Regions from separate parts of the Sus scrofa genome. Here regions 2 and 3 are each linked to region 1. The links are chromatin contacts, called in public Hi-C maps. All regions are on one chromosome and are shown on one strand. Each heading gives the region's core, a stretch centred on a gene start, on an enhancer-like site or on the middle of the called end of the contact. The rest is flanking DNA. Distances are from core to core; before and after follow the strand shown.

The links. A called contact is a pair of places that touch in the nucleus more often than the background predicts.
Region 2: a Hi-C map of liver shows a contact between it and region 1, with 2.2 times the contacts expected there. The contact joins the promoter of NFIC here to the promoter of DOHH in region 1. A contact is called at or near these places in 1 of 5 promoter capture datasets (fetal liver), 5 of 47 Hi-C or Micro-C datasets (fetal liver, liver, mesenteric adipose tissue and 2 more) and 1 of 2 datasets of contacts at active chromatin or transcription factors (alveolar macrophages).
Region 3: a Hi-C map of fetal liver shows a contact between it and region 1, with 3 times the contacts expected there. The contact joins the promoter of CACTIN here to the promoter of DOHH in region 1. A contact is called at or near these places in 2 of 5 promoter capture datasets (fetal liver and liver), 14 of 47 Hi-C or Micro-C datasets (embryonic fibroblasts, fetal heart ventricle, fetal liver and 7 more) and 2 of 2 datasets of contacts at active chromatin or transcription factors (alveolar macrophages and skeletal muscle).

The regions. Positions count from the first base shown.
Region 1 is chr2:75,161,863-75,166,073 of Sscrofa11.1, forward strand. DOHH (deoxyhypusine hydroxylase) reads left to right here and starts at 2,674. Exons shown (of 5, transcript XM_003123042.4): 1 at 2,674-3,012. It also overlaps a transcript of FZR1 not described here.
Region 2 is chr2:75,260,242-75,264,377 of Sscrofa11.1, forward strand. It overlaps NFIC (nuclear factor 1 C-type), which reads right to left and starts at 2,249. Exons shown (of 10, transcript XM_021084131.1): 1 at 2,036-2,249. The coding sequence starts at 2,038.
Region 3 is chr2:75,046,971-75,050,926 of Sscrofa11.1, forward strand. It overlaps CACTIN (cactin), which reads left to right and starts at 2,280. Exons shown (of 11, transcript XM_021084098.1): 1 at 2,280-2,517. The coding sequence starts at 2,345.

The DNA.
Region 1 (4,211 bases), core at 1,424-3,923:
AGACCCACAGCAACGCGGGATCCGAGCCACATCTGCAACCTACACCACAGCTCACAGCAACGCCGGATCCTTAACCCACTGAGCAAGGCCAGGGATCGAACCTGCAACCTCATGGTTCCTAATTGGATTCGTTAACCACTGCGCCACGACGGGAACTCCAGTATATATCATTTTTTATGCATCTCAAAATGTTTCACCCTTCAGATCCATTAGATGGCTACCATCAAAACAAAATAAATAAGTTTGGGTAAGAATGTGGAGGAATTGGAATCCTTATATGTTGCCGGTGGGTGCATAAAACGGGGCAGCTGCTGTGGATGACAGTTCAGTGGTTCCTCAAAGAGTTAAATATTGAACTACCATAGGATCCAGCAGTTACACTCCCAAAGATCTGAAAATAGGGAATCAGACTGCTAAACCATTGTTCACAGCAGCATTATTTACAACAGCCAAAAGGTGGAAACAATCCAAATGTCCATTGACGGATGAAGAGATAAACAAAATGTGGTTCATTCATGCAGTAGGAAGGACATTTCAAAGGAAGGAAATTCTTTTTTTTTTTTTTTTTTTTTTTTTTTTGTCTTTTTGTTGTTGTTGTTGCTATTTCTTGGGCCGCTCCGGCGGCATATGGAGGTTCCCAGGCTAGGGGTTGAATTGGAGCTGTAGCCACCGGCCTACGCCAGAGCCACAGCAACGCAGGATCCGAGCCGCGTCTGCAACCTACACCACAGCTCACGGCAACGCCGGATCATTAACCCACTGAGCAAGGGCAGGGACCGAACCCGCAACCTCATGGTTCCTAGTCGGATTCGTTAACCACTGCGCCACGACGGGAACTCCAAAGGAAGGAAATTCTGACACATGCTACAATGTGGATGAACCCTGAGGACATAATGCTCAGTGAAATAAGCCAGACAATGGAAGTACAGATAATGTATGATTCCACTTTCTAAGGTTCCAAGAGTAGCCAAATTCATAGAGACAGAAAATATAATAGAGGTTACAAGCCCTGAGGCCACTGTGAATAATGCTTCGATGGTGGGTTAAGGATCTGGCGTTCCCATGAGCTGTGGTGTAGGTTGCAGACGCAGCTTGGATCTGGTGTTGCTGTGGCTGTGGTGTAGGCTGGTGGCTACAGCTCCGATTTGACCCCTAGCCTGGGAACTTCTATATGCCAAGGATGTGGCCCTGAAAAGACAAGGACAAAAAAAAGAAAGAAAAGTAATAATGCTGCTATGAGCATGGATGTACAACTATCTGTGTGAGTTCCTGCTTTTATGTCTCTTGGGTGTAACTAAGGGTAATTGCTGGATCACATGGTAGTTCTATGTTTTAACTTCTTGAGGAACCACAGTACTGTTTTGATATAATCGCTTACAAGCTCTCTTTTCTTCTTGTAGGCAACATCCTGATGACACCAGTGGTGGTTCAGACTCTTAATAGGAGCAGTAGAAATGACCGAAGTGCCTGGATGCCAACTCTAAGTCAGAGGTGGAGTTAACAGGACCTTGGATTGATAGGATGGGGAGGCTACTGGCTAATGGTTGGTCTCTCCTTCCTACATGTCAAAAAACTTGTATTATCCTTGGAGTTCCCTTCATGGCTCAGTGGTTAACAAGGCCGACTAGGATCCATGAGGATGTGGGTTCCATCCCTCAGTGGGTTAAGGATCCGGCGTTTCGGTGAGCTGTGGTGTAGGTCACAGACACGGCTCGGATCTGGTGTTGCTGTGGCTGGGGCATAGGCCAGCAGCTACAGTTCGGATTCCACCCCTAGCCTGGGATCTTCCATATGCCACGGGTGGGGCCCTAAAAAGCGAAAAAAAAAAAAAAAAAAAAAACCCCAAAACACACACACAAAACCCCTTGTATTATCCTTAAAAGAACTCTTTCTTTTAAATTCCATACCCATTCCAGCCACAAACTATTTGCTCCACCTTCAAAGTTAACTTAGAATCTGAGTTATTTCTGTTTTCTCGCTTCCACCGTTCCCCTCCTTGTCCGTTATCTACTCACCAGTCTGAATATCCTGTTAACAGTCAGGGCATGCCATTTCCCTGATTACGACACTCCAGTGGCTTCTCATTTTGTCAGAGTAAAGCCAAGTTCTTTAAAACTGCACACCCCATAACACGCACCGCGTTGACTTTTTTCTCTTTAGCCCAGCATGTGCTTTTACTTACTATTGTTTGTTTCCTTCAGACAATCAAATGAGGTTTATGAGGGCAAGGGCTTCAGCCCATCGTCCTCAGCGCCCATTTACAATTTATTAAATGATGAATGAATGAATGGGTCAAGTCCTTTATTAATCCTTCCCTTGGAGTTCCGGTCTTGGCACAGTGGAAACGAATCCGACTAGAAACCATGAGGTTGCGGGCACCCTGGCCTCGTTCGGTGGGTTAAGGATCCGGCATTGCCGTGAGTTGTGGTGTAGGTCGCAGACACTCGGCTCGGATCTGGTCTTGCTGTGGCTCTGGCGTAGGCCGGCAGCAACAGCTCGGATTAGACCCCTGGCCTGGGAACCTCCATATGCCGCGGGTGCGGCCCTCAAAAGACAGAAAAAAAAAATCCTTTCCAATCTCGCTTCCAGCCCAGGGAATCCATTAGTCACGCCCCTGAAACTTGACCACGCCCCGGGGACACTACGCATGCTCTGTCCCTAGCCAGCCCACCTCCGTGCTGAATCGGCACAAACCATTTCTACTCGTCCTACCGAGTGGGTAGGCCGCAGAAAATCTCTCGCAGGGGAAGGATGGAAGTTGCCCTTCCGCTTTCCTGAGGAATGCTCATAGACTCCGACTGACGTATGAGTATGAACTCTGGCACAGGTGATAACTCGCGCTTCCGTAGCTCCTCATTCTGTGGAGCCTCTGACTGGATTTCCACCCCCCCGGTGCTGCGTTGGTGTCGTCCGACCCGGTCACGTGGGTGATAAGATGGCGGCCCCCAGAGCACTCTGTGAGCGTCGAGGTTGGTGAAGAGGTGGTGGCAGCGGCGGGAGCCGGACGGTCTGGTAGGTCTTTCGATCTGGGAGCTCGCTGGAGCGTTCTGGCGGCGGGGAGCACAGGGTGGGGTCCAGGCCTGGCGAGCGGGAAAGAGGAGGGCGCCTCATTTGGAATCCCGGCGCTGTTCGTTGGCTGGTGGGGGAGAGTAAAAAGGCCTCCTCCGACAGGTCCCGGCGAGATCTTTCCCCTTAGTTCTGGAGACCCTATCTCTGAGGATCCATTCGCTGAAGAGTCAAAGTGTGGGGCGGGGGTCCCAGATAGGGCGACTCCTTTCTCGGGGTTCTGGAAAAACCAGCCTGTGAGGGGTCCAGTACTGGGGATCCACGTAAACAGTTCTAGAGACATCCAGATGCTAGGAGACTCTTCCAAAGAGCTTTGAGAAGCCTGTCCTCGCTGGGGGATCCTGCAAGCAGCCCTGAGGTATGCCTTGTCGGAGCGATCCCTCTTTGAGAAAGGTATCTGTCAGAAGTCTTTTTGTTGGGAATTCTTGGTTTAGAGGGGCCAGATTTCGGGGATCCTGAACTCTTCATCCCTTACTAATTCTTCGTGTCTGTCTCTAAGACACACCTTCGCAAGAGTGAGCGGATCCCCAGATTCTGACTTGGCTGAGGGCGGGTCCTCCAACCCCACGCCCACACCCTTGAAAAATGGGCCTGAGGTATGAGTGGCAGGCTTCAAGTGGTTAGGTGTACCTCCTTTGTCCTTCAGAGCACAAAGATGGGTGTTGGACTCCCTGCTGGTATTTTAATACCAGCGCTGGTTTATCAAGTGCATCCTAAGTGCCATCATGGTACTCAGTGCTCTATGAACATAACTTCATTCATAGCAACTCTGTGAGGTTGATGTGCCCGATGTTACAGATGATACAGAGTTATACTGTGTATAAAGCGCTTAGTACCGTGTCTGGCAGACACTGGATGGTCAATTCATTCAAGGGCACTTTTTGAATACCTGCTACCATGGTGACAGACGCTGTGCTAGGTCTTGGGGTCATGGCAAGGAAGAAAATAGTGTGTGTCTCTCCTTTGTGTCTTGAGGGAGGCCCTGCATAAATCAGGAGTCAGGAGTCCTGAGTCCTGTCTGACCTTGATTTGCTGTGTGACTCCAAACAGGTCACAGCTAATCTGTGTAGAACGAGTTCGGGTCTCAGTGGTCCCTAACACCTTGCCAGCTTGCTCACCCCTGGCTTCTGGGGTTTCTGTTGGTC
Region 2 (4,136 bases), core at 999-3,498, 98 kb after region 1:
CTGTGTGTCTGAGCAAGGGTAGAGGGGAGGGTGAGTGCCAGAGTGGAGGGGACTGAGAGGGTGGGCAAGCTTACCTGAGCTGGGGACCCTGAGTGTTATGTATGCATGGACCCCTGTGTCCATTTGAGACCTATTTTTCTCCCCTTCCCAAACAGCTCCTCAAAAGGGGGTGCATGTTGAAGGTAAAAAGGACTCAGGCCTTGGGGCTTTTATATATAGAAAATTATATAAAGTGCCCTGGGGTGGGGGGTGGGGACCCAGCAGTGATTCCCCTGGAGCAGAGAGTAACAACACGGTGTGTCTGGCCCAGTCTGGGGGTGAACGCTGGGAGGCAGAGCTGGGGGAGCGTCTCCCAGCCCAACAGGGCAAAGGGGGTCTTCTGGGCCACCTCCTGGTCCAGACCGAACCCGCACGTATCGGTAACCACCCATCCATCCCTAGAGACCTCCTCATAGGCGGGGTGTGTGTGGGGGGAGAACCCGCTGCCCCGCCCCCCTCTGGGCCAGGTCCCCGCGCAGGCGCAGCCCCTCACGGGAGACGTCGCCGGCCAAGTGATCGCGTCCCGGCGCCACCTCGCGCCCGAACCTCAAGCTGGGACCACCTGGAGCTGCGCGGCTGGGGCACCCTAAGGCAGGGGGAACAGGAGGAGACCCTGTGGGGAGTGAGTGGAGGAGGCAGAGCTGTGGCAAGGTAGAGGAAGTATTCGTCCGGCACCTTGAAGCCTGGATTAAAGGAAAAATGGAACTGGAGGGGTGGGTGAAGAGTGTAGACCCATCCCCAGGAATAGTCACTCAACGCCAAAGGTACACAGCGACATTAAACTGCCCCCTGAGATGCACCCACACGACACAGATCCCCACTCACTGGCAACCCCCTAACCCCCACATACTCACATGGGGACACCCCCACGGTCACCCAGGGACATCACGTCCCCGGGGAACACACAACCCTGCCACACAACTTCACAACACCGCCCCAAAGGGGACGCATGGCAGAGTCGCCCAGTTACCTCAACACACACACTGTCCCATAGCCGCACAATGCTCTTAACACACGCAACACAACACACACAGCCACGTGGATGCGCAGACACACAGATACATAAAGAAGAAGACCCCACGCCTGGGGACCATGGACATGGATGGGGCCACCCAGCCGCACAGACCCGCGAACGCACTCCCCGGACTACTGTGCCGACTCGTTTGAGAGCGCAGGGGTCTCCAAACGCACCCATCGAGTGCGGATGCCACCAACAACAGCGGACCGGACACCGGAACCCTCAAGAGCAGCTACCGGCGCTGGCGGGCCTGGGGCGCGCCCGGCCTAGACCCCTTGACCCCTCTCGGCTAGGACCCGGCCTGATCAGCGGCAGGGCCGGGGTCGGCCCGGGGGCGGGGCTCAGGCGGCACGAGGGCTAGTCGGGCGGCTGCTCCTGCGCGGCGCTCAGCGCGGCCGCCCGCCCGGCTCCAAGTTCAAGGCGCCCGGCGGCGGCCGCTGCGCGCTCTCCGCCCCTCTCCGCAGCGGCCATTTTCCGCTAGCTGGCGCGCCGCGCTTACCCGGGCCGGGACACCCCGCAGGGGCCGCCGCGACCCCAACCCCTCACGGCCCGGTTCCGCGCCCCCTCCCTGGCCCCGGCTCCCCCGCGGGCTGCGAGCTTGGGGGTCTTGTGCCCTGGGTCGCGCCCTCCCGCCTCCCGCCTGGCCAGGGAGGGGGCGGGGGCCTGGCCTGGGGGGGGACCCTCTCTCGGGAGCCCCGCCCTCCCCACCAACTCCGCGGCGCCCTCGAGGGGCCCCCATTTGGGGTCCCCGGCTGCGACCCGCGCACCAGCTCCGCCCCCAGCCGCTGGCGGGGGGGTTGTGGATCGGCGGGCGGAGGTCCCCGGGCTGCGGGCGGGAAGGGGGGGGGTCCTCACATTGAGCCCCTCCCCTGGGCGGCCCCCGCCCCCTGCCCCCCAGACATCGCAACTTTCGCCCGGAGCCCACGCACCACCCCAAAAACTCCCCGGGCGAAAACGAAAGTGGGGGCGGCGACGTACCATGGCGCTGCTGCGAGGAGGCGAGGCCGGCGCCGGAGCGAGCGCGCTCGGTCCCCGGCGAGGGGGGGCCGGAGGCGGCGGGAGGAGGCGGCGAGGGAGGGCGCGCGGGGGAGGGAGCGAGCGCGCGAGGGAGGGGGCTCGCCGCGCCCGCCCCCCCTCGGCCCAGGACCCTCCCCTCGGCCCGCCCTCCCCCCGGTCCCGCGCACCGCCCGCGCCTCAGGCGGCTCTGCGCCCCGGCCCCGGCTGCGGCGGCTCCCTCTGCGGCTCCATCCTCCGTCCGGCCCTCACCAGGGAAGGCCAGGCGAGCGGTCGTAGCGGCGGGTAGTGGGGCCCGAGTCGGGCTCGCTGCGGAGGGAACGGATCCACCTTCACCGCGCGCGCGCGCGCTCACACACATATACACACACATACACACACACGCACGCAGACGGCTGGGGACACGCGCGGACCGGGCCTCCTCGACTCCGACACCGACACAGAACGCACACCGCCGCGCCTGCATCGTGTTACAGACACACAGCCTACGGGTGTCACCTAGATACCCACGGGGCCCACGCTCACAGCCGATGAGGTTCTCGGACACACACCTCTTGCAGGATGCCACGAACACAGACTCACACTCACAGCTTGTGGGTGTCACCCAGACAGACACACGGGGACCCACATGCTTACAGCCTGCTGGGTGTCACCCAGACACCCACAGCCTCCATGCTGTTGCATACACAGACTCACAGCCTGCAGGGGCACTCAGACACTCACACGGATTGACAATAGTAGAAAGACACTTCAGACCTTGGACGGACCCACAAGCCGACCCCCAGGACCCCTTCCCCTAGGCCATCGCGGCAGCCACCCTTGCCAGTGAGTGCAGGTGTCCCGGATACACAGACACAAACAAGCACAGCGGAGAGACGGGACAGATGGGGATACAGACAGAGACTTGGACACCGAGGGCGACAGACCTGGGGGGGCAGGGGTTCCCTGAGGGTCCCGCAGGGGCTCCAGGCAGGGCAGGGGGCGGGGAGAACGCGCGGCGGCTCGGTAGGTGTATGGGGGGGAGCGGGCGCCCCCTCCCCAAGTCAGGATTAATGGCGAGGCCTCCGCGGGGTGGGGGGGAGGGGTCGGGCCGAGGAGGGTCAGCGCCCCCGCCCCTGCTGCGCGGGCCGCGGGCTGGGAAGCCGTGCCGCAGCGCCCCCCCCCACCCGGCCGAGCGCTTTCCCGCAGTCCCCCCTCCTCCTCCTCCGGCAGCCGCAGAGTAGGCACCGCCCCCTTCTCTCCGCCCCCCGCCCCCCTTCCCGGCTCTGCGTCTGGCGCAACTGGGGGACGACGGGAGGGGGGCTGGCCGGTACCCCATGGGGTGAAGGAGATTCTGTTGCGGTTTTGCTGTCTGGATTCCCCACCCCCCGCCTGCGACCTCACTTCCCTTCAACTGGGGCTCCAGGATTCTGGGACCCCTTTGGGGAAGTGGTTCCCTGCTCCCCCAGGGAGGAGCCAGGGTTTAGGATGAGTGCAGGCGGACCCCGGGAGGGGAATCAGGCCCTGGACCGCCCTTCTGGAGCCACAGCTGACTCTGGGGGCTTCTGAAAGTTAATTCTATGCAATGCTGGCACCCTGGGAAATGTCCCAGGCGAACGATAGTAACAACAGCCCCGCTACATAGTAGGTGATCAGAACGTATGGGCTCCATGGAGCCAGCATCTCAGGCGTTCACTCTAGGACGCAGAGGTTTCTCCTTTCGTCTGTCTTCTGTCCGCACATTCCTTTCCCCGTTTTTAAGAGAAGAGTGAGGCCCCAAGAGGGGAACCCATCAACCAGGCTGTCAGAAGCCCAAGGGTCCTCATCCTAACACTGCTTTCAGGGTGCTCCGCTGGTGGGCAGGGGGATTCTGGAGGTGGCCGCTGCTCTCATACACCAGAAGGCAAAAGGAAGCAGAGTGGCTCCAGAGAGGAAAGGGTTAAGAGGATAGAGACCCCCCCCCCCAGGCACTTGCTCTCTCTCAGCTCCTCTCTAATCTGCCTCAGTTAATCCCCAGCTTGAATCCTCGGTCCCTCCCCTGCCTCAGGGAATTAGGTACCTGGGAGGAGAGGAGAGGAGGCTAGGG
Region 3 (3,956 bases), core at 1,030-3,529, 120 kb before region 1:
GCAAAGAGAAACTTTAGTAAGAATTGAGAGAATTAAATAACAGCAACAACAACAGACCCTACTGCCTTAATGGCTGTGGCCTCCTTTGGGTTATAGTTCAGCTCGGAAAAACACTCAAAGGAACAAACACTCAGATTTTGTATTTGTCCTGCCAGAGTCACTCAAGTTGAGTAATGCACAGACCCATTTTAAGAGGAAACTATTTCTCCCAGACTCCCTATTTGAGAAACTCTGTGCTGGAAGTAATATTCTGTTTATAAGCAAGCTCTTGGAGACCCCGTTTTAATCACAGACTAGAGAGCATGGCTAGTTTATACACTAGACTTGTAGGTGATCTCGATTGTGCTCACTTTTTGTTCACAGATGAGGATTCAGATACTCTCAAGGATGTGTCTGCGTTGTGAAAATCATGTTTGGGACCATCCTGTCACCAGAACAACCCGTATTCCATGACAGGCAGTTATCAGGGGTTCCCTCTGTGCCCTCACCCCTACCTGAATCTCAACAACAAGCAGAGCATACAAAGCTAGCATTTAGTGTTGTGTTAGGGAGTTGTGTTACAAGATGAACGTTTAAAGGAGCTCCTGCTGTGGTGCAAAAGAATTTGCAGCGCCAAGACACAGGTTCAATCCCTGTTCCGGCACAGTGGGATAAACGACCCAGAGTTGCCACAACTGGGGCTTGGATCTGATCCCCAGCCTGGCAACTCCATATGCCTTGGGGTGGCTGAAAAAATTAAAAAAAAAAAAAAAAGATAAACATTGAAAGAGGGCAAAGCTGAACCACCAAGTTCAAATCCCAGCTCTATGCTGTCTCATTGGGCACAGAGGTATTAGAATAACATTCCTGGAGTTCCCATCGTGGTGCAGTGGTTAACGAATCTGACTAGGAACCACGAGGTTGTGGGTTCGATCCCTGGCCTTGCTCAGTGGGTTGAGGATCTGGTGTTGCCGCGAGCTGTGGTGTAGTTCACAGACGTGGCTCAGATCCCGCATTGCCGTGGCTCTGGCATAGGCCGGTGGCTATGGCTCTGATTAGACCCATAGCCTGGGAATCTCCATATGCCACCGGAGCGGCCCTAGAAAAGGCAAAAAGACAAAAAATGACATTCCTTCTCTGGTCCTCACTTTCCCCATCTACAAAATGGGTTGATGGGGAATTTAGGTTTTTTTTTTAAGCTTTGACTCCACAACCTTGTAGATCAACTATATTTCTTTCTTTTGTCTTTTTAGGGTCACACCCGTGGCATGTGGAAGTTCCCAGGCTAGAGATTGAATTGGAGCTGCAGGCGCCAGCCTACACCATAGCCACAAAAATGCCAGAGCAGAGCTACCTCTTTGATCTATACCACAGCTCACAGCAATGCTGGGTCCTTAGCGGGGCCAGGGATTGACAAACTTTCGTCCTCATGGATACTAGTCGGGTTCTTTACCAGTGATCCATAATGGGAACTCCCTCAAATATATTTCAATAAAACTTAAAAAAAAAAAAAGCAAGAGTTCCTTTCGTGGCTCAGCAGTTAACGAACCTGACAAGGATCCATGAGGATGCAGGTTCGATCCCTGGCCTCTATTAGTGTGTTAAGGATCCAGCATTGCCCTGAGCTGTGGTGTAGGCTGCAGACGCGGCTTGGATCCTTCGTTGCTATGGCTGTGGTGTAGGCCGGCCCCTGTAGCTCTGATTGGACCCCTAGCCTGGGAACTTCCATATGCCGCGGGTGTGGACCTAAAAAGCCAAAAAGAAAAAAAAAAAAAGCTTAACCCCTGAAACACAGTAAGTATTCATTGGCGGGTGGTAGAGCATGATGATGACTCTCACAGAGGGTCAATCCAGCCTCTAGTGCTTTTCGGTCCCCATCCCAGCTCCTTGAGCTATCTGGACGAGAAACTCCCCGGACACGCCTCCCTTGGCCACGCCTTCTATTGACCCCGCCTCCTAGGCTTCACCCACGCTGGCCCCACTTCCTCTCTGGACGGGCTTCTTCTTGGTCCCGCCTCATCAGGCTCCGCCCCACTCGCAGTTCCTGATTCGCTCTTGCTCAGCCCACAGATGCAGGTTCCCTGAGGCGCGAGGACCCACCTGAGCCTGCCCTTAGTACTGCCTTAAGAGCGAGTCCCCCATCCCTGGCGGCGACAGTCCGGCAGAAGTCCGTCACAGAGGACCCACTTAAGGACAGTTTGGAGGTTACGGGGCTCCAGAGTCCCCGCGGTATGGGGCTGCGGGATGGGTTCCTATCTTCCTGTTCAGGCGCGGACGGGGCAGCGAGGCACGCGCCGCGAGGGAGGAAGGCCCCCGGCGCAGGCCCCGGATATTTGTGTCAGCGCCGCCGGTACCGTCCCAGCCGATGGGTCGGGACACACGCTCGCGTTCGCGGTCCGCTGGTCGCAGGAACCGGAGACAGCGGAGTAGGAGCGGAAGTCGGAGCCGAAGTCGGAGTGGGAGCCATGGGCGGAGAAGCCGACGGCGCCGGGACGACGAGGGGCGGCGCAGGCGGAGGCGGAGGAGCCGGGATCGCAGGTAGGGTAGCTGTGTGAGCCGCGCTGGTGGGTCCGGCTCCAGCCCTCGGGGAGTTGGGAGGCTCCGAGTTAGGGAAGACTTCTTGAAGAAGGGGACGTCTGAGCACGTCGGAATTAACTAGACAGCGACAAGAAAGTGAAAAGCATTCCAAGCAAGGCACCTGGTAGCTGGAGGTACAGCAAGAAGAGCAGTGAGCGGGGCGGAGCGGAGTAGATGAGTTTGGAGAGAAAGTAGGAGACCAGATCGTGCAGTCGTGCGTACCGTGGTAAAGGGTTTGACTGTTATCTGGAGGGCTGTGGAGGATTTTGAACCAGGGAGTGATGTGATCTGGATTACCTTGCAGAACTCCCGCTTGCTTTCGCGTGGAGAAGGGACTGAGTGGGTACGCAAGAGTGACACCAGGGAGGAAAAAAATAGTACAGCTGTCCAGGCAACAGATGATGATGGCTTTCGGGAGAGGTAGGCTGTAATGAGGTACACTGGGAAAAGTAGCTCAATTTGAGAGGGATTTCAGAAGGAGAAGTGACAACCCTTGCTAATGGAGGTAGGCTGTGAGAGGGGAGAATTGTTGATGATGGTGGCAGAAGTCAGTTAATTCCCCAGACTTGGTGCTTAGCTTCCCTTCAGCCCATGGTCCTTTTCTTTTGGAGATGAAACACCTGGATTGAGTTGAGTCTGCTTCAACACAAAGAAATCAGCACCATGATAGGGACTGACTCTCAGACCTGTGTCCCAGTGCTGGCTCAGCCCATAACTGGCTCTGACACTCAGGCCAATCCCTGCCCCACTACGGTCCATGTTTCCTCATCTCTGTCCCCAAGACCTAAATGGGGCTTCTCCATCCATATGCACTGTCTCCTATTACTCCAGCCTGTTCTTCACACATAACCAGACTGGCACTAGTCAGACATAGCTGATCACCCTCTAGGTTTGAGATCTGGCTTTTCCTTTTGAGTCTCATAGGGTTATTCCCATCCAGGAATTCTAGGAAGAAAGAAGGTAGCAGAAATAGTAAAGAGATGGTTTAAACCAGGGTTTAGGAGTCCCAGTGCAGCAGGTTGAGAATCCGACTGCAGGGAATTCCTGTTGTGGCACAGCGGAAGCGAATCCAGCTGGTATCCATGAGGATGCAGTTTTGATCCCTGGCCTTGCTCAGTGGGTCAGGGATCAGCGTTGCCGTGAGCTGTGGTGTAGGCCAGCAGCTGTAGCTCCAATTCCACCCCAAGCCTGGGAACTTTCATATGCTGCAGGTGCAGCCCTCAAAAGACAAAAGCTGAAAAAAAAAAAAAAAAGAATCCAACTTCAGCGGGTCTGGTGCCTGCAGAGATGCAGATTTGATCCCTGGCCCTGTGCAGTGGGTTAAAGGATCCGCCATTGCCACAGCTGTGGTGTAGGTTGTACACCACAGACCCAGAAAAACAAAAAACTAGGCTTAGCAA